Regions from separate parts of the Rattus norvegicus genome. Here all the other regions are linked to region 1. A link is a contact called in public Hi-C data. All regions are on one chromosome and are shown on one strand. Each heading gives the region's core, a stretch centred on a gene start, on an enhancer-like site or on the middle of the called end of the contact. The rest is flanking DNA. Distances are from core to core; before and after follow the strand shown. Region 1 holds the start of LOC120096689. Region 2 has its middle 65 kb from the start of Vps54. Region 3 overlaps Peli1 (pellino E3 ubiquitin protein ligase 1). Region 4 holds the start of Peli1 (pellino E3 ubiquitin protein ligase 1).

What was found. Hi-C and Micro-C count contacts between places; a contact is called where the count stands out from the background.
Region 2: a contact with region 1 is called in a Hi-C map of frontal cortex, with 4 times the contacts expected there. The contact joins the enhancer-like site here to the promoter of LOC120096689 in region 1. A contact is called at or near these places in 12 of 12 Hi-C or Micro-C datasets (the A7r5 cell line, the Rat2 cell line, Schwann cells and 7 more).
Region 3: a Hi-C map of liver shows a contact between it and region 1, with 2.5 times the contacts expected there. The contact joins the enhancer-like site here to the promoter of LOC120096689 in region 1. A contact is called at or near these places in 4 of 12 Hi-C or Micro-C datasets (hepatocytes, kidney and liver) and 1 of 1 datasets of contacts at active chromatin or transcription factors (oligodendrocytes).
Region 4: a Hi-C map of Schwann cells shows a contact between it and region 1, with 7 times the contacts expected there. The contact joins the promoter of Peli1 here to the promoter of LOC120096689 in region 1. A contact is called at or near these places in 5 of 12 Hi-C or Micro-C datasets (the A7r5 cell line, Schwann cells, frontal cortex and 2 more) and 1 of 1 datasets of contacts at active chromatin or transcription factors (oligodendrocytes).

The regions. Positions count from the first base shown.
Region 1 is chr14:99,292,226-99,297,194 of GRCr8, forward strand. It overlaps LOC120096689, which reads right to left and starts at 1,915. Exons shown (of 4, transcript XR_010057619.1): 1 at 229-1,915. It overlaps LOC102549056 (a long non-coding RNA gene), which reads left to right and starts at 4,024. Exons shown (of 2, transcript XR_359731.5): 1 at 4,024-4,969.
Region 2 is chr14:99,535,288-99,540,256 of GRCr8, forward strand. No RefSeq gene overlaps it. Among named protein-coding and RNA genes, the nearest start is that of Vps54, 65 kb to the right of the region's middle. Within about 2 kb of position 2,129, at least 2 of the 93 cell types and tissues checked have an H3K27ac peak or open chromatin away from gene starts, as enhancers often do.
Region 3 is chr14:99,484,873-99,489,841 of GRCr8, forward strand. All of the region lies in intron 1 of Peli1 (pellino E3 ubiquitin protein ligase 1), which reads left to right. Among named protein-coding and RNA genes, the nearest start is that of Peli1, 31 kb to the left of the region's middle. Within about 2 kb of position 2,104, at least 33 of the 93 cell types and tissues checked have an H3K27ac peak or open chromatin away from gene starts, as enhancers often do. A contact at or near this core is called in hepatocytes and liver, where this site is marked.
Region 4 is chr14:99,453,457-99,458,425 of GRCr8, forward strand. Peli1 (pellino E3 ubiquitin protein ligase 1) reads left to right here and starts at 2,514. Exons shown (of 7, transcript NM_001100565.1): 1 at 2,514-2,723.

The DNA of each region.
Region 1 (4,969 bases), core at 665-3,164:
CACCACCTTCTGTCTCCAGATTCCTGACCTGTTTGAGTCCTGACTTCCTCTGTAATATGAACAGAAATGTGGAAGGATGAACCAAATAAACCCTTTCCTCCCCCAGCTGCTTTGAGCATGGTGTCTTATCACAGCAATATCAAGCCTACCTGGGACAGATAGGAAGTCGCTTTATGTTTGTGGAATGCATTGAAATAGCCCCAAGTCTCTAGCAAGGATAGGACTTACCTCGCAGGAAAAGAAACGGTGTTTGACGGGCTGGAAACCGCGAGGGTCTGGCGCCACCTAGTGTCTTCCTGGATCTTGTGGCTCATAGGACGCTCCTTTTTTTCTATGGAAACTGGCTCTAGCCTCCAAGGGGACTGAAATGAAGGAGACAGTTTTTCTGCAAGGGGCTGTTCTGCCCACGATGAGAGACAAGAGTTTGGTGGGAGACGCTGAAAAGCCACCCTCCTAATGTGTCCCAGACAAGATTGTTTTGGAGGGGAAGGAAGTAGGAGTGACTCATATGTAATATTTAGAGTCCAAGTCTCAAAAGATTGGCTCACACTAGGGGAAAAAAAATACTTGGCGCTATTTTATGGCTCCTGTACTCTTCATTTTCAACCCAGTTTTTAGAGCTCTCAGAACCAGTACAAGGGCTCTTTACAGATTCCTTCAATCTGCTGTTTCGGAACCAGCCAAATCTTGGTTGTCAGCCTCGCTTTTGTGCTGGCTCAGCACCTGACTACCCTCTAACTTTAACTTTCTACTAGTTACAGCCACTATTTGCTATTGCTCTCATTAAATTATTATCATTCAGAGAAACAACTAGAAGGGCTATTAGTACCCCCTATCCCGTTCCACACACAAGAAAAAACGGTGCTGGTGGAGAGAGGAGGCATGGGACTGCCCACTTCGCAACACGCACGCACGCACGCACGCACGCACGCACGCACGCACGCACCTGCAAGCGCACCTTTCCAAGGGGATCCCTGACCCATGCCTGCTCTAAGAGTCATTTACTTTTATTCTCTGAGTGTTTGCCTGCACAGACGTATGTGCACAGGTGCATGACTAGTGCCTCCAGTCAGAAAGGGGTGTTGGATCTTCCGGAAGGATGTGATGGGATTGGAGTTGCAGACCTTTGTGACCCACCATGTGGGTGCTGGGAACTCCTCTGTTAGAGCAGCAAGGGCTCTTAACTGCTGAACCACCTCTCCAGTCCCTGCAGGTTTTTGAAGAGACAAATATCTTTTACTTCCTGCCCTGGGCCATTCACTGTGACCCCCAAATAAGGGGTCTTGCTGTAAGCCTCTGCTGTACTCAAATGTCCTGCACCAGCCCTCAACACGGACACTTCCTGAGGCTGCCCTTCTCCGTGCTCGCAAACCACTCCAGTGGGCTATCCAGAGCACAGAGCGAATCCGCAGCGTCAGGAGCGTGAGTTTGTCTTTGTCTCCTGCTCTTTGGCTCTATGCAATGGGAAACTAGGAAAATAACCTGCCCACTCCTGCCTTCTGTTCCCTTCCCTCCCGACCCCCTCCACCATGCTCTGTCAAACAGACACACCTCCAGAGGAAGGTTCTGGAAGGCTGCTCTGGAACCTTACTTAAGCATTCAGAGTCTGAAATAAGGTTTTCATGGGGTACCACGCAGCAGCAAGACCCAACCCTGACAGGAGCCACAGGGAGTGGTCTGGAGATGTTGTGTAGGGGCAGGACCTGGACCTCAGTCCATCTGTTCCTCTCCAATTCTGTGACTTGTGACAGACTACTTAATGCCTCTCAGCTGCACCATGAAGCCCTCCTTTACCTGCTGCTAACATCAGTCGCTCTCTTCCCATCCTTACTTTTGCTTTCTTTGGTTTTAGGTTACCCATGGTCAACTAGGATTTGAGACTAGTGTTATTTTTTTTTTAATACTTTAACCTCTTTCCTGTCTTCCTTCCTGCTCCTTCCACTTTCAAAGTGACACACGCTAGTTATTGTTACACATATGTATATTTGCTTATAAGTGCACAGACATAGAAATGCACCCTTCCAAGTCTGTTTTGTTGCTGTTGCTGCTGTTCTGTGTGTATGGTTTCAGGGCTGACTACTTTGTATTGTTCAAACAACTAGGGGGCTCTTTCCTGGGAGAAGCTGTCTCTCTCTCCTCTCTCTCTCTCTCATCTTCGGTTGCCTGGAGTTCTTCGTTCAAGAGTCTAGTGTGAGATTTCCCCCTTCCGTGTTAGCATGTCTACTGATATTGCCATCCTGGACATAAAAGTACTGAGTGAAAATTTTCAGAAATAATCAATTCTCATACTTTAAATAACCATTATTGCAACATATTGTTAGAGTTGTCCTATTTTATTATGAGCTGTTATTGATTGGCTATTCTACCTAATGTCTACAATGTCTATAAAGGAAAATGTATTCACATAAGGGCACTGCTTGCTATTTCACTGTCTCGGAACATATCCTCCTCAGGTAAGAACCACTGCAGGGGAATGCATGTCTATGGAGCCTTGCAGGGTGTGAGGTGCATGAAGGTGTGGGAAAGGAGTGGTGTGAGTGTTGCAGAGCTCAGGGGGCACCCACTGTGGCCTTCTCAAACTCCTTCCCTCCCCACAAAGAAGTCTGTCTCCTTCAAAATGGATTTCCAAGACATAACACACACACCACAAACCTGACCTACACACACACACATACATACATACACACACATACACACACACACCCACAGACCACACACACACCACAAACCCGACCTACATACATGTACATATACACACATACATACACACACACATACACACACAAACCACAAACCCAACCTACAATACAGCCCCACAGACCACACACACACACACACACACACACACACACCAAACCCAACCTACAATACAGCCCCACAGACCACACACACACCACAAACCCGACCTGCACACACACACACACACACACACACACCACAAACCTGACCTACACACACACACATACACACACACATACACACACACACACACACACACACACACACACACACACACTCGCCAGTGTTTCCCACCCCTAAAAAGTAATCAGGGCTGCTTATTTATTTTTTAGAGTTAACCTGGAAGACAGCTTTTCCAATAAGAGCGTGGTGGCTGGCCGGCCGGGACTGCACGCACGTCCCTTAGCGGAAGCAGGAAGGGCAAAACAGGAAGCTCTAGTCAGCATCCGTGATTTGCAGGAGGAAGGGCCCCAGAGGCTATTCCTGTGTGGCTGGAAGGACACAGAGGGGAATTGTCTGTGATCGTGCAGCAAGCTAATGCAGCCACAGACAGCAGTGCACCCAGCCTCACAAGAAGTATGGCACACAGATACAGCTTGGCATCCCCTCTCCCAATGCGCCCACTTTGAAAGTCTCTTGATTCTTCACAGGCTTTTGCTAATTTAAGACGCCTCCATGGCTTGGCAAATGTTGAGCTTCTCCACTAGAGAGGAACTAGCTTGGAGAGGCTCCAGGGGAACAAAGGCCTCATTAGGATCAATCATTTATTCCGAGTACACATGGCCAAAAAGCTTTATTGACGATCTTATATACAACGCAGTGGTAATTAAGACTATAATGCAAATGACTTCAGCTTAGCAACTCCCTCCGTAAAAAGAAATTTACTAAATTAAGTCTGAGGTTTCTGAAATTAGGTCTTTAAAAAAAAATCCCCTCTGTTATAATTAACCCCTCTCCTCCCTGCCATCCACCCCCTTGTTGATGAAATTAGTTTAAAATCCAAGCCACAGTTGGTGGTGCTGTGCACTGGTACAGTAGCACTGGCTCTTGGACATTCTGGTCTGTGATCTATCCAGGGAAGCCAGCGGGAGGGCAGGGGTCTTCAAGGCCAGTTAGAGGAGGAGAAAGTCCCGTCGGCAGAGAAGAGGCCAGTTAGAGGAGAAAGTCCCGTCGGCAGAGAAGAGGCTTTTCAGCTGGCGTCTGTTCTGTTTCTCTCAAACCTGACACAAATTAGCTTCCTTTTTAAAGAAGAAATGGCTGACCGCTTTGTTGCTCTGAAGGTGCGGGGGAGATCCACGCTGCAGAGGTCAAAGAGACAACGCTTAAACCATATAATCTGGGACCCCAGACCCTGTCCCCTGAGTTGCAACGGTCGCTGGCCTCAGCTCCTCTCTCCTGATCTGCCCCAGCAGAGGGCAATGCCCCCCCCCCCACCTCTGCCTGCCAAGAGCCCTGCTGAACTCTGGCCTGAGACAACTGTACCAGGAGCTCCAGCCTCCCTAACTTTAACCCCAGTTTGTCGTCACAACTGAAAAGGGACTGAAGTTGTCCTGAGCGTGACTTTCCTTCCAGAAGAACACATCAGCCTCTTCTATTTGGATGAAAAGACTTTGGGAACCACATGACTTGGTCAGAGCCGACCGCACGGCACCTCTCAGTGTTTAAAACCTTGAGGAAGGCTTAACAGCAGAGTATCTGAGGTCAGAGGCGAGCAGAATGAATTAATGACTCTTGTCCAAAACTTGCCCACCTCTGAGTGGGACAGGAAAGGGCTTTCCTCCCAGAAGTTAATGTGAAGATCCTGTGGTCGGTCGCCAGCTTCCTTCGGCTGAGTCCTCTCAGCCGGCCCTGCACACTGACTGGAGAACCTGTGTCAATGAGCCTGTGTCACACTGCTGCAGGCCAGATCCACCTTTGCAATACCACACCATCCCCGTGTACAGCACCTTCGGCCTGCACCCGCTGAATTTAGCTGAGTGACTTTCATCCTAGTCAGTCGATGTCCAGCGTAAACACCGCCCCGCCAGCAAGACGGAACTCCCTATCAAACACCACATCTGGCCCCGGCACATCTAAACTGCTTGCTACACTCCCTGTGCTGGCTTTGCCTTCCCAAGACATCTGATGGCTTTTACTCTCACCTGCCCTAACTTCCACTCCACCCTTTTCTCTTGCAATGCCATTTGTGCTCCACGGTCAGTGGAAACCACACGGCCAAAGCCTCACTCTT
Region 2 (4,969 bases), core at 879-3,378, 240 kb after region 1:
TTGGTGCCCCAACAAGGCTATCCTCTGCTACATATGTAGCTGGAGTCATGGGTCAGTCCATGTGTAGTCTTCGGATAGTGGTTTAGTCCCTAGGAGCTCTGGTTGGTTGGCATTGTTGTTCTTATGGGGTTGCAAGCCCCTTCAGCTCTTTCAATCCTTTCTCTAATTCCTCCACTGGGGTTCCTTTTCTCAGATCAATGGTTTGCTGCTAGCATCTGCCTCTGTATTTGACATGCTCTGTCTCTGTCTCTCAGGAGACATATATATCCGGTTCCTATCAGCATGCACTCCTTAGCTTCATCCATCTTATCTAGTTTGGTGGCTGTATATATATGGGCCACATGTGGGGCAGGCTCTGAATGGCTGTTCCTTCAGTCTCTGCTCCTAACTTTGCCTCCTATGTTCCCCCTTTTAAGAAGGAGTGAGGCATCTGCACTTTGGTCATCCTTCTTCTTGAGTTTCATGTGGTCCATGGATTGCAACTTGGGTAATTTAAGCTTTTAGGCTAACATTCACTTATCAATGAGTGCATATCATGTGTGTTCTTTTGTGATTGGGTTACCTCACTCAGGATGATATTTTCCAGTTCCCTCCATTTGCCTATGAATTTCATGAAGTCATTGTTTTTGATAGCTGAGTAATATTCCATTGTGTAGATGTACCACATTTTCTGTATCCATTCCTCTGTTGAAGGGCATCTGAGTTCTTTCCAGCTTCTGGCTATTATAAATAAGGCTGCTATGAACATAGTGGAGCATGTGTCTTTTTTATATGTTGGGGCATCTTTTGGGTATATGCCCAAGAGAGGTATAGCTGGATCCTCAGGTAGTGCAAAGCCCAACTTTCTGAGGAACCTCCAGACTGATTTCCAGAGTGGTTGTACCAGTGTGCAATCCCACCAACAATGGAGGAGTAGAGAACCAAATATGCACTCTGAAATGCTAAGCCATATCTCTCCAGCCCTATAGTACTTTTTGGTAAATAGAAGATTCATTACTTTTCTTATTGTTGTAACAAAATTCATGAGGCAAGCAACTTAAGGGAGGGAGGGTTTGTTTGTATTCCATCAGAGCATAGAAGTCCTGCGGCCGCTTGTCACATTGTATCCATGGTTGGTAAGGGAGAGAATTGCTGGTACTCAGCTTGCTTTCGCTGCTTTTGCCTTTCTAGCTTGGATCCAAACCCACCAAATGGCACATAATGATTGGCTGGCCTTCCCACTTAGGTTAACCTTAACTAGAAAGTCCTTCACAGATATGCCGAAGTTTATCTCCTAGGTGATTCAAGATCCCGTGAGGTTGACAATAGTAACCATCGCTAAAGGTAATCCTGTAAGAAAGCAGGGCAGACAGGTAGGCTTCCGGCATTAAGATTCTCCACCAAGTCTGACTTTTTACTAAGAACTTTGCAAATCTGCGTCCAAATAACCCACTGTACTCTGTAATTTAGCAGATTAGCTCTCACGGCTGTTCACAGGTCTGGAATGGAAAAGGGGTATTTCTGCTATCAGATGCATTTCCAGTACACAGCCGATGACTTACGTTCCAAGTCTCTGGGGCAGCTCTGTGTGGTCCTATGTCCTGTTCAGAGCCCCTTTCTCAACCTCATGCTCACACCTGTGCCCTGACTTGGCCAAACTCTCTTGGGCCATCCAACTAACTCCTTAGAGACAGTGTCTCTGGGGCCATCTCTGGAAGATGCCCACATATCACCATGCCAGGGTTCAGGCTCCTGTTCCCCTCCCTTCTGTAATAAATCCATCGTTTCGAGTCCTGATGCTTGTATCAGAGGAAAACAAACGCAAAACTGAACTGTTGAAGCCAAAGCCAGCTGTGCACTGGCTCTCTCCCTCTCCCAGGGAAAGGCTGCCACCTGCTGTAACACATTAGCATTAGGGCTTTCTCAACCAGGTCGTCGCACACTCATTTCCTACATTCAAAATTAATGTGCATACAACCTCACTGCCTGCCGTTCCCCGGGCCGGGCTTGGAAGCAGGAATGAAAACTATGAGCACCGGGGAAAGTCACCCACATGAAGGGCACCCGAGAGGAACTGTCATCTCCAGAATGAAGGGTGCCCCTCATCACTCAGCTGTAGCAGCAGCTCACATTAGCTTGTTGTAATCATAGGCAGTGCTGACTGGCTTTCTGCTGCCTCAGCCTTTCGAGCTCTGTGCCCTTACTCTCCGCAGCCCTAGCAAGGTTCTGACAGACGAGAAGACTGAAGGAGAATAAAGGTTGAGAACTTGAGGGACGGCATCTCTAAGCCGGATCCTGACTCCCTGTACCAGACTCAGAAATCCAGCACCATGACTGGAATCCAGAAATGTGACTATTTTGTCACACTAATACTTTGTTTGTGGCCAGCCTTCTTGGTGCAGTCAGTGTGCCCAAAAGAAGCAAGTTTGCATGAGGAAAATCAAAGTGAAAGAACTGGGGGCATGACACCCCCAAATTTGCTGCTTGGATGTGCTGATCTCAGATTGGAATCCAAAAATCAGCAAATACAGGGAAAGGCTCTTTCTGAGTTTCCTTCTCTGCCCCAAGAATAAGTTTTGTAAAAGGAACTCAAGGGTAGTAGGTCCCTCCTCATCTGTTGGAAGGGTCTCCCCATCTCTCCCAGATCGCTAACTCTCTGCTAACTTGTCCATCTTCCTCCTGTAGATGGAACATCACCTCTCTCGTCTCCTTTCATTGGCTGACGGCTGGTTCTTTCTTCTGCTCTGACAGCCGCAGCATACGTGCACTTCAGTGGCTTTTCTCCTGCTACTCCACTTCCGGTCAGATAGTTCCCAGATGTAGCTATTTCCAGAAAAGAAACTTACCAGGTTTCCTCCAGAGGCTGCCAGATACTGTGTGGGTATTTGACGAAAGTGCCATCCATGCCGTTACCCCAAAGTCAGAAAGAGTAAAACCAGGCGGCAAGACATTTTTTTAAAAATCTTGGAACACAGAGAAAGGTCTCTCTCACACAAAGGCCGAATGGGGTGATGGCGCCCACTAGCCCAGTCTCCAGAGTCCCATCGTCTCCTCTCCTCCACTTTCCACCTCCATCCTGGGCTAGTTACCCTGGCCTCCTCCAGCCTCTATCTTCTTCATTTACCAGCAGTTCTAGGAACTTGACAAACTAGGGAACTACTTAGTGATGATTTCAGTGCTGGGTAGACTTAAATATGGGTGAACTTGTGTTTACAACTAAATACCGAACTTCAAGAAAATTTTACAATTAAAAAAAAAAAAAGGAGCTAATACAAATGGGTTCTGAACAAAAATAGCCTTAAAAAGAAAGCCTTGGAGCAGGGGAGAAGTCCTCTGAATCCAAATGGTCAGCCCTGAAACATGCATACAAGTAACACGCAGACTGAGCAGGCTATACTTAGGAATATGTAGCTGGGTGGATGGTTCAAGCCTTTAGTCTCAGCACTTGGGAGGCAGAGGCAGTTGGATTGCTGTGAGTTCAAGACCAACCTGATCTACATAGCAAGTTGCAGGACCACCAGAGCGACATAGTGAGACCCTGTCTCAAAACAAAACAAAACAAAAAAACAAAAGCAAAAGACACACAAAAAAGACATACACACACATACATACACACACACACACACACACATACACATACACACATGGAGTGATATAAGGGGGGGACGATGTAATTAAATTATTAAAATTTTAAACAAAAGGGAAAAAATTTTTTAATGCCCTGCTGTCTGTTTTTGATCTTTCTGAGTTTGGGGCAACAACATGGCTTTTATTATGAATAGCAGTTGACAGCCTCTGGAGGAAGCTGTGTTAGTTTCTTCTCTGAAAACAGCTCTACATCGCTGCCCACTAACTACCATTTGCAGGTGCAGAGGCAGGAAGTGAAGCTAGCCACACAGGCGGCAATGTCAAGAAGGGTTGGGAGTGTCAGGAAAGCTTTCCTGAGTTGTACCAATAGCTAAGAAGAAAAATGAACCCTTATAGGATCTGGCCCTATAGTTCCTGTGTGAGAGTGTGTGTGTTTTCTGTCTCTATAGTACATTTTGTGTGTTCGTGTACATGTGCATGTGCGTGTGTGTATGTGTGTGTGTGTGTGTGTGTGTGTGTGTGTGTGTGTGTGTGGTGGGGGGTTGGCCCTAAATTACATTGTGTGTGTATTTGTGTGCCTGTGTGTGTTTTCTGCCCCATGTGTGTGTGGTTTTTTTCTCTATAGTACATTGTATGGGGGGAGGGCGGGGAGAGACAGAGTCTAGTTGTACAGTAGTCCAAGTACTCAAAATTCTTCCTCTGCCTTCCACTCCCCTTGGCGTTGGTATTTCAGACATGCACCACCATGTATAGCCATCAACATTTCATTTATCAAAACATTACATAATCACACTGAACATTTAGAATTCTGTGTTCTTACATTTTTTGTCTCTGATTTTCCACTGCATTTTACTGCCTCGAGCTATGTTTCTATTATGTCCAAATCCTGCTGCTAAAGATTGAATTTGTTAGCTGTTCATTTGAGTTAAGAGTTAATGGATACCTTTGTAGCAAGCACCTTTCTCCTTCAGTAATTTACTATCTATTATAGTGAAAAGCCCACAGTTACTTTCAACAAACATCTATTAAACAAAACAAGTTATTTATAATCAGTTATCAAGACTGACGCTGGGTTGGGGATTTAGCTCAGTGGTAGAGCACTTGCCTAGCAAGCTCAAGGCCCTGGGTTCGATCCCCAGCTCCAAAAAAAGAAAAGAAAAGAAAAGTGACGCTTAGGTTAAACATTAAAACAATTCCAGTATAAGCAAGCTGAATATCCCTTGATACAGATCACTAAAAAGGGCTTTCTAAGGGAATTTTACGCATGTGCAATATCAAAAGATAACACACCTTTCCAGTGATAACATTATTTTTAAATCTTGCTAAATTAACAAGAGCTTAAGATATGAGAAGGTTGTTGAAATGAAAGGTCACGAAAAGTCTGGGTCACTGTGGAAAATGT
Region 3 (4,969 bases), core at 854-3,353, 190 kb after region 1:
CACAATCATTGAGAACACAGGGAAGTTTTGTTTTTAGTATCTTCTCAGAGCTCTTTAAGAAAAATGTATTGTCTAGGATACATAGCCTGAAATAAGTAAGGATGGGCTGTTTGATTGTTGGTTCCCCTAGGAATGAACAAGAAATACACTTCCAAATGTAAGGAGAGTTGGTGTGTTAATCCAAAGAGTGGCAGGCAGGTCCTTAGGCTTTGTTTTGGCATTCAGCATCACAGCTGCACTACATTCTGTTTGGTATGAGTGTTGAACCTGTCATGTCCGGTTTCTTGAGCAATCCTTGGCCTAGAATAACATGACAGCCAGTGTCCTCAGATAGAAGGATCCCAGGATGTATTCGGACTGTCTAACTGAGCTTTAGGGTCTGGGTATCTATACTGGACATAAACAGGCCACCTGAGCGTCTTTATTTCACTGTGTCCTAAGTGGTCCTGCTGCCAGCAGAAGGACCAGAAACAATGGTGGGAAGGTCCCCTGGAGGGAGTTTGAGATGTGCTGACAGTTACAGAATGCTGGGGGGAATGGATATAAACTTGCCAGCTCTCAGGGCGCTCATTTTTGCCAAGGCACTAGTGATTGTGACAGTATTGTCTTAAATATTACAAACATGCTGTGAATCAGAGCTGTTGACCTGTGGGTGCATTGTGAGAGAAGGCTTCGCAGACAAATTTAGGGCCAGCAAAATTATTTTTATGACTTCAAAAACTATTTCTAGGCAAGACTTTTGATTCTAATTAAGATCAATATGAGCACTTACTGACTTTGGAATTGTGTCACTAGTAATGGTACTATTCAATATAGCATAATTTAATTAAATCTTAGATCGTCAAATCAGAGAGCATTTCCATACTAACTCCTAACCATGACTACCAGTATCAATGTGAGGGCAGGCACTTTACTAGGGCCGGACACTTGAGTACCACTAAGAACTTTATTATTCTTCTTTGATGTGTGTAGGGGTTTTTGTTTTGTTTTGTTTTCTGGATATAGACTTGTACCCCATGCATGCCTGGTGCCCCAAGAGGCCAGAAGAGGGCATCAGATCCCCTAGCAGTTTACAGTTATAAACCCAGGTCCTCTGGAAGAACAGCCAGCACTCTCAGCCTCTGAGCCATCTCTAGCCCTGACTGGAGAGCTCAGTAAGAGCTCATCAGTATGTAGGTTCACATGGAACTTCAGTTTAATGTAAAGAACTTGCTTGTGCAGCTTGGTGAGCAAGTAGAAATCAGCATTTTTCTCAATTAAATTTTACCCAATTAAAAAAAAAACAAACATAATTAATCATGTTTGGCTATACAGAGAAGTAGATAGACTTGCTCGGTATAGTCCTATTCCTGGTAGATAAAGGGCTTTTCTAGAAGGGGAATGGAGAAGGAATTTGCAAGTGGGGTGGGTGGTCCGAGATCAACAAAACGTCTTACATAGGATGCCTTCAGGAGGGAGTATAGAAAGCTCAGTAGACTTGTGTCTAGGTAGTGCTGTGATTTCTCCATGATCACAGACAAATCTGATTTGTTTGTCTGTTTCGTCTGTCTATTCTTGCTTTCCCGAAAGTGGAACCTTCTAGGCAAGCATCCCACCTACGGAACTGCTCCTTAGCACTAGCTTATTTTAAAATACAAAGCTAGAAATTTATACCTGATTTTATGCCCTAGATAATGTAGTATTTTGTGACCAGATCAGAAGGAAAAAATAAATTCATTTCATAGTACTAAATAGATAGTTTGCACATGTGAATTTTATTGATTTTAGTTTCTCATGGAGTGTTTAACTGATTATTATACTGCATCTGTTTTTTATAAAAGCAGGCTGTTTTAGTTACTATCATGAGCCAATAGTTCACCATCTTAATTATATTTTCAGCATTTACAGAGCAGGTACATAGTTAATCTGAATGGCTTTTTAAGAAGTAGGATATTTTTCTTTTGAAGTGCTTTATTCTATAATTTGCTGCTAAGCCTGTGTTAAAAAATTATTCTCTGCTTCCTCTTACTTCCGTTTCTTCCCTTTTGGGCCACATACAAGAAATGAGTTCTTGCTTCAACCAATAGAAGCTCGACTCCCATAGTGTTTACCTACTTTGCGTAACGCAGGCCCGCCTACACACATTCTGAGGTGTTTCAGTGAAAGAACACTGAACAGACGCTCAGCACAGCGTTGGTTCCCAGAGCAATCGGCAGTCTGACGAGAAGGAGGTTTAGCTCGTGGTGATAGCAACAAAATTAAAAGGTGGGTGCTCTGGGGCTTGATTTTAAGGTTCATGCTGAGCTTGGGGCAGAGGTAAACTTGCGAAAGGAAGCGAGCTGAAGCAGACTGCTTTTAATTGTCGTTTTTCATCCTTAACTCCAGAATTGTGTTGTGTGTGATTAAATTTCCTCCATCTTAGGACAAAGGCTGGGTAAATCTCAAGTCCAAAGTTTCTGTGTTCTTAGAATTTAACTATTAACCTCCTATCAGCAGTGAGAAAAGCCAGAGAAATATGCTAACTACAGGTGTTATGGCTGCCGATCTCACACCAGCCGGAAATGGAAGCGTGCTCTCATTTTTGGCGTTTGAAGACCAGCCCACAGCACTCAGCTTGTGTATGTCGTAGGACCTAATGTTATCAATCTGTTTTCCTTCCAAGCTTGAGAAATGTGTTGTTCTCTGAAGAAATGTATTTAGTAGTTCAGCAGTGTGCTGCTTTAGGGAGGCTTAAGGAGTGTTTCCACCTGGGTATCCTAATTGTTCTGATGGTTATGGTAAAGAGATTGAATAGTGTTATATCTAATCAATTATTAACTGCAGGGAATCTTTCCACCAAAAAGTAACAGGCATTGTTTCTCAGAAGGGTTCTGTTTTCACCAAAAGAAAAAATATATCTGAAAAAAAATTGTTTTTGTGGTAAATTCTAAAGAAACTATGTCTGATCTAGATAGTGGCATATATGATCATTTCCCCCAGTTTTCTAGTCTGTGAGGAAGTAATTTCTTGTACATTAAAAAGATAGGTAAGACAAATTGGAAAATTGATCATAATTTAGATGTTTGGGATATTTGTAATGTGATAATGTAACAGTAAGCAGATGGGGAACAGCCCAGACATACGCATGTATATGAAGGGGGTTTGGTTCTAAAAACAGAACGTTCTTGACTTTCACACACATTGTCTCTAAACCACTGTTACAAAGTTCTGGAGAACACAGTATGATTTGGTCAGAGAAAGATCACCTGTGAGCCTTCAGAACTTTGCAAGGACAAAGAAGGAAGTGAAACTACAGGATTAAACTGCCATCATTTGCTGAGAGTAGCAGTAATTGTCATTTTTTAGTAATAGCTTCTCTTTATGGAAAGCTACCTTCTCTGAAAAAAAGTTACTTCACTCATAGTTAGAAATTCAACTAAAATTTTCTTCTTATTCTTTTTTAAATGAAGTTTATTAAAACATTTTGAAAAGAAAATACCTAAAAATTAACTTCTATAAGAGTAGTAAAAGTATGTCCAAACTCATCTGATTTTTCTCTTTAAAAGATAATACATAAAAATAAAATTTCATATATATGAAACATTTGATGTTAAAATGAACTGTAGTAGATTTTGAGATTTTTAAGATTATATCTTAGCTGTTAGCACTGATGGGATAGATATTAGCCTAGTTACCAAGAAACACAGTTAAATCAGAGAAATGCGTAGGTCTTAAGTGATGGGGCAACACCATCATAACAACAAAGCATTTATTAATCTCTACTTGTATTCTTAATTAAATACTTAGTAGGTATTTAATAAGTACTTGGGTTTAGAACATTTACTTTTCATAGACTACATTTTGATCATGTTTTTCCTTTCACCCAACCCCTCCCGTATCCCTCCTACCTACCTCCTTACTCATCCAACTTTATGTGTGTGCATTCTCTTAAAATAAATAAATACCATAAAACAAAAAGCCAAACCCTCCACAGAGTTTATTGACCAAGCGCTCCTGCTGGGGGTCTGCCCTGGAGTATATGGATCTACCCAGTGACACTCTGTTGGGGAAACACGTTCCCTTTGCCAGCAGGTATCAGCTGCAGATAGCTTCTTGGTTAGGGTTGGGTCTCCATGTCTACTTTGCCCCCTCGCTGCTGGGGTCCTGTCTGGCTTGAACCTATACAGATGTTGTGTGTGCCACCAGTCTCTGTGAATCCATTTTTCATCAGCCCCATTGTGTCTGGAAAACAGTTTCCGTGAAATCATGCATGGCTTTGGCTCTTGCAGTCTTCCTGCCCCCTTTGCATAGGGCGTCGAGGGGAGGGTTTAATAAAGACATCCCGCTTAGGTCCAAGAGCCCCAGAGTCTCTCGCTCTGCACATTGTCTCATTATAGGTGTCATCAGCAAGGTTGAAACTACTAATTGGACACTAGTTCAGTTTCTCTGATCAATGACATAAGACAGTGTTGTCTTAGGGCCTTGCCATCAGGTGAGAGAGACCAACTAATAACAATGGCCATAGCTGTGATTGGCCAGTGATTCAACACCGTGTGACCCGCTCCTGGCAGGAGGTCTGTCCAGAGCACTGTCCTCTCTGTTGCTTGTTCTCTACTTAGATTACTTCCATACACGTATATATTTAGGGAGCGTCTGTAGCATGATTTCTCAAAAGACTGAGTGTTGTTATCCCTCCACATTCCCTCCTTTCCCTGCTCTGCCACCCCTCCCTATTTAGTACTCGTATTCTCCGTCTTCCCCCTTTTCTCACCATAATACTATATACTGTTTCCCTTCCTTGGAAGATCCTCTCCTCCATCTGACCCCATACTAGATACCTAGTTGCTGTGCTTATTTGGGTTGGAGCGTACATACCTAAAACTTAAAGGCTAAAATCATGTCTGAGAGAAAGCGTGCAACACTTGTCTTTTGGGGTCTGAGTAACCTCACGCAGGATGATTTTCTTCTAGCTCCACCCCTTTGTCTGTAAACTTCATTTTTCTTACTAGCT
Region 4 (4,969 bases), core at 1,264-3,763, 160 kb after region 1:
TGGCTCACCTAACCCGTGGTGGCTTCTCCTTCCTCCTCCTGCACACCTCCCACACTCGTGGTTCTTTTTGGACCCCCCAAACCCAAGAAACATAAATGTCACCTATATCTCTTCTTCCCAGCTATTGGCTGTTGGCATCTTTATTTACCGATCTCAAATAAATTGGGAGCAGGGCCACAGGCCTATGTGCAGACTCCAGATCTTGGGGGCCTGCACTTAGCATTACAACAGACAGCAAGACCAAACCTCAACATTATTGTTTTTCCTTTAAATTATCTTTAAAATGGTTTTGATGAAGGGGGATCTTACATATTTATAATCTTTGGCATTCAGCCTGCTAGGCTTAAGAGTGAGTACTGAACCCCACCGACTCGTCTTGAAAGTCTTGGGGTGGTTTTTACATGTGTGTGCATTTAACTCTGGTTAGGGTTGGATTTTTAGAAGTGCAAAAGCTTCTCAAATTTATCTTCTCAAATATATCTTATTTAAAAAATTCATGCTTGAATACTGCTTCCAGAGGGGGGAAAGATGGCATTCTTTTTTTTTTTTTTTTTTTTTTTTTGGTTCTTTTTTTTCCGGAGCTGGGGACCGAACCCAGGGCCTTGCGCTTCCTAGGCAAGCGCTCTACCACTGAGCCAAATTCCCAACCCCAAAAGATGGCATTCTTGAGTGTATTACCCAAGACCTTCATGGGCTTAGCTGTCTCCTTCAGTTCTTGAAGTTTCCTCTTGCCTCTCTCCCCAGTGCCCTTCTGCCACTGTCAGCAAATGTACCCATCAGCCTTTGCGCCCCCATGTTCCCTGCTCTCCTTCAGTTCTTTCTCCCACTTTTGCCAATAAAAGACACAAATGTGAAAGCTGAGAGTCAGCCCACATTCAAATGATCTTTGAAGCATTTCCTGACCCTGCCCAAGTCTGAGGTAGTCTGAATTTTCCTATGACAGCATAGATCACACTGAGTCCGTTTCTTCCTTGGCAGAGAAAGGGGACACTGAGTACAAAGCATGTCTCTCTTATATTTTTACAGCTCTGTTTTTGAGGCCCAGTAAAGTGCCTGGCACCTAGTAAATACCTTTACTTGGTTCTTAGTATTTTAAATATCTACACTAAATATTTTAAATATAGGTGTTTTGCCTGCATATATGTCTATGGGCCAATGAGGCCAGCATCGGTGTTGGATTCTCTAAAGTTACAGGAGGTTGTGAGTGTCCATGCTGGTGCTTGGAGTTGAACCCAGGTCCTTCGGGAGAGTGGCCAGTGCTCTTAACTGCTGAGCACTGCTGAGCCACTCTCCTGCCCCTGTGTACTTGCTTCTTAAATTACTTATTTCTTCAACAAGCAAATAATTATGTGGTCTGTGGGCACCCAGACTTTCAGATCCTAAGATGATTTGAAAATGCTTAGTTTCCCGTCTTGAAATGTATGTCTGACTCCTTGGCATGAATGTTTTGTTTTGATTTTTTCTTCTAGAGTGTCGGGTTCTAGGTTAAGAGAAATTGAGGCAGGTTACCACTAAGCCTTCTGGAGAGCCAGTACTGTATCCTGGCTTTCTCTATGCTTCTCACCATATATGCATACCTGGGTATTTAGCATGGGTGTAGACTTAACTGAGTACCCCAACGACATACCCATACCTTGGTTCTGGTTTCTCATCAAACTAAAATTGGCATCGAACAGTTCTGAACTCTCTCCAATTACGTTTTGAATTTATATTTATGGAACCTGAATGTCTGAAGAATTAGAGATTTTCAGATGAACGAACTGCAGTAGAATGATCCAACAGTGTTATTAACGCTGAACTTGAAGTTAAGTGTAACTAACCAAACAAATTATGGGATTGTTAACGGTCATGCTCCCTGCAGTTGTATAACCTAATTTTTAAAACACTAAAAACAAGTAGATTTTTAGTACCTTGGGTACTAAAGGAGGCAAAAGAAGGGGGTATTTATGATTTGCAGAAGAAATCTGAACAACCAGGGAGCCTGCCCTGTAGAGAGGAAGTGAGATTTCACTGGGCACTTGAAAGTGGTTGGGGGTGGGGTGAAGCAGGAGAGACTGGCTGTGGGCAGGAACCCAATGGCACCAAAGACACAAGACCAGCCTTGTTTAGTCAGCTAGGGTCCTGAACCTTCAGGCTTAGTGAATGGGTGACTATGGAAACAGTCCCCGCCCCAACCTCGTTGCGCATGCTCAACGCAGAGCCAGCGGTAGGCTCCTCCACAACAGATGCTTCCCCCCATCAGAGAACTACAGTTTCCAAGAGCCCTCTCGGCACCACCTACCGATGTGGCCCTGCCCCTTACCCTTATGCCCCGCCCTCCTGCTAGTCCCGGTCCCTCCTTCCCAGTGTGTGTCAGTGACCCAAAGGCGGTTCGAGGTGGAGGGACGGTCGGGGGCGCCGCCGCCGCCTTCTCCAGCGCCAGCAGCAGCAGCAGCGGCAGCAGCGGCGGCAGCGACAACAGCAGCAGCAGCAGCGGCCGTGAGGCGCCACTGGATTTGCCTGCAGCCCGGGGAGCTCACTACAAAGCGGGCCCGAGCCTCTCTCTCGTCCGCGCTCATCCGCGCTCGGCTCCGCGTTCCACTCGGCCTCGCGGGGCTCGGCAGCTGGCGGGAAGGCTGCAGGCTCCGCCGGTACCTACGTTCAACCGGTGCTTGCGCCGCCCCCGCGTCCCGGGTGTCCGCGCGGCGGGCCGAGCTGGCGTTCCGGCCCCCAGCAGTCGTCCGGTGAGTGCGGCGCGGGCGGGGAACGGGGGCGCCAGGGACGACGGCGCGGAACTTCCTCCGAGCCTATGCCGGTGGCGACGCGCGCGCCCGCCCTCCCGCCCGCGGGGAGGCGGCGGGGAGCAGAGTTTGCGGCGCCGCATCCCGCGAGGTGGGAGGAAGCGCCTTTGTGAGGAGCTGCCCGGAACGCCCTCCCCCACGGCTGGAGCGGGCGCGCGGCGGAGGGGAGCCCCAGCCCGGAGGCCCGGTTCTCGCTCCCGCGGCCCGGCTGCAGGCCGGCGGAGTGGAAGGGGGAACAAAGGGGCGGTGGGCTTTTCTTTTGTTTGTGTGAATCTGATAACTTCTCTGCTCCCTTACATAACGCAGACTTCCAAGTTAGTCATTCTTTTTATTGTTCTGATTATTGTCATCATCTCTGCGTGCCTCTACGTTTCCTTTCATCTTAGGATCTCAGAGCATTTTAAAAACACTAATTAATTTCACCTCCCGGCCCTTGCCAAGCCCGTTTCCGTAAGTGGGTAAACTGAGGTCTGGAAAGCTCTCAAATTGATGGATACGCTCGATGTACCGCGCCTGGTGTCTGAGGCTCCGAAAGCGTTTATGAGTAATAAGTCATCCTCCAAATGCCCTGTGGAAAAGTTGAAGATGCTCATTTTCCTTACAGGTTAAGTGAAGTCTGGAAGAAGTCTAGGTAATTGTTAGGTAGTTGAAACAATAATTCTTTTTAAATAGTGTTTGAATCTTAAAACCTCAGAGGACTTTCTGAAAAAATGTTCCGAGTGGTGAAGATACTGTAAGTCATAAACTCACTTCGCCATTTTTTATGTTTATATGTGCAAGTCTCTTACGAAGTCAGACAGCAACGATGAGGGCTGGGGGTAGTTTTTACTTAACCTACATTTAACATGTTTAATCACTCCACACAATAGTGCGCGGTGGTTTGAGCCTCAGCACTCTTCCCATCAACAAATATTGAGCATCTCATCCCCGGGACGCTTCATTTAAACCAAGAATTGAAGCTTTTGTGTATCAAAGATTGTTTTGATTCAATGGCTCTTTACTTTCTAGTAGTAGAATGTTACTTTGTCTTCGTAGCTGGTGATCTTTTGCATCAGGTAGGACGATGTTTTTTCTCCACATTCACCGACTTTGCCTAGTAGTGTGAATTTGAAGTTTTTGAATTGTGTAAAGGGTACAGTTCCTCAGTTTATTCTGTTTCGGCTTATGATAACAACATATTTTCTCAGAGTACTCAAATACTTGAAACATTCTCCTCATTGTCTAAATACAGCATATAAATTTTTTTGGGGTTTTTTTTCCTCCCCGCACCCCTACAGTTAACATCTGTAGTAAATACTCTGAGGGCAATTAATCTCAGTACTTTTAAACACCAAATGGAAGGTGTGAAAAGTTTAAATCAAGTGTTACTTCCTCAAGTTCTTCCCTAAGTTGTGTGAGCTTTAGACGTGTTATAGCATTATTTTCATTTACACACTTAATTTTGTAATGCCCCCAGATTTTAAATGTAGTAGGTGTGTCAGAAAACGAAAGTGAGACTTCAGGTATTTTCTCCTCTGTTCCCCAACCTATCCCCTTTCTGAAGTTTGTTAAGAGGTCTGTTTAGCAATTTGAAAATGGAACAGTTAGGTGTATGGAAGATTGCGTATATGCTTATAGTGTCTCTTCTGATAAATTTAAGGAAACGTACCACCTAGTTTTTTAGTGCAAAACAGTAAACTGGAAATCACCTTAGTTGCAGATTTGGGGGTTATTCACGTGTTCCTTAAAATTGGCATTTAAGTAAACTTTTTTTTTAAAGATTTATTTATTTGTTTGTTTATTTATTTATAAGTACACTGCAGCTGTCTTCAGACACACCAGAAGGGAGCATTGGATTCCATTAGAGGTGGTTGTGAGCCACCAAGTGGTTGCTGGGATTTGAACTCAGGACCTCTGGAAGAGCAGTCAGTGCTCTTAACCACTGAGTCATCTCTCCAGCCCTTAAGTAAACTTATACTGAGCTTTTTCCATAGTACTTACCGACCAGCTTTACTGGGGCCTTTTGTACTTTTAAGGAAACCACTACAGTGCCTTTGCTCTATCGGATTACAAGAGTCCAGAGACAGAAGTTAGTGAAGTCTGGCTTTGCTGCTTTTCTGAGTTCTTTAGGAACAAGAAATGTCTCCTTTAAAACAAATGGCTGAACATTACTGGGCAGGAAATAGAGCTACTGAGGCAGTTTTCAGGGG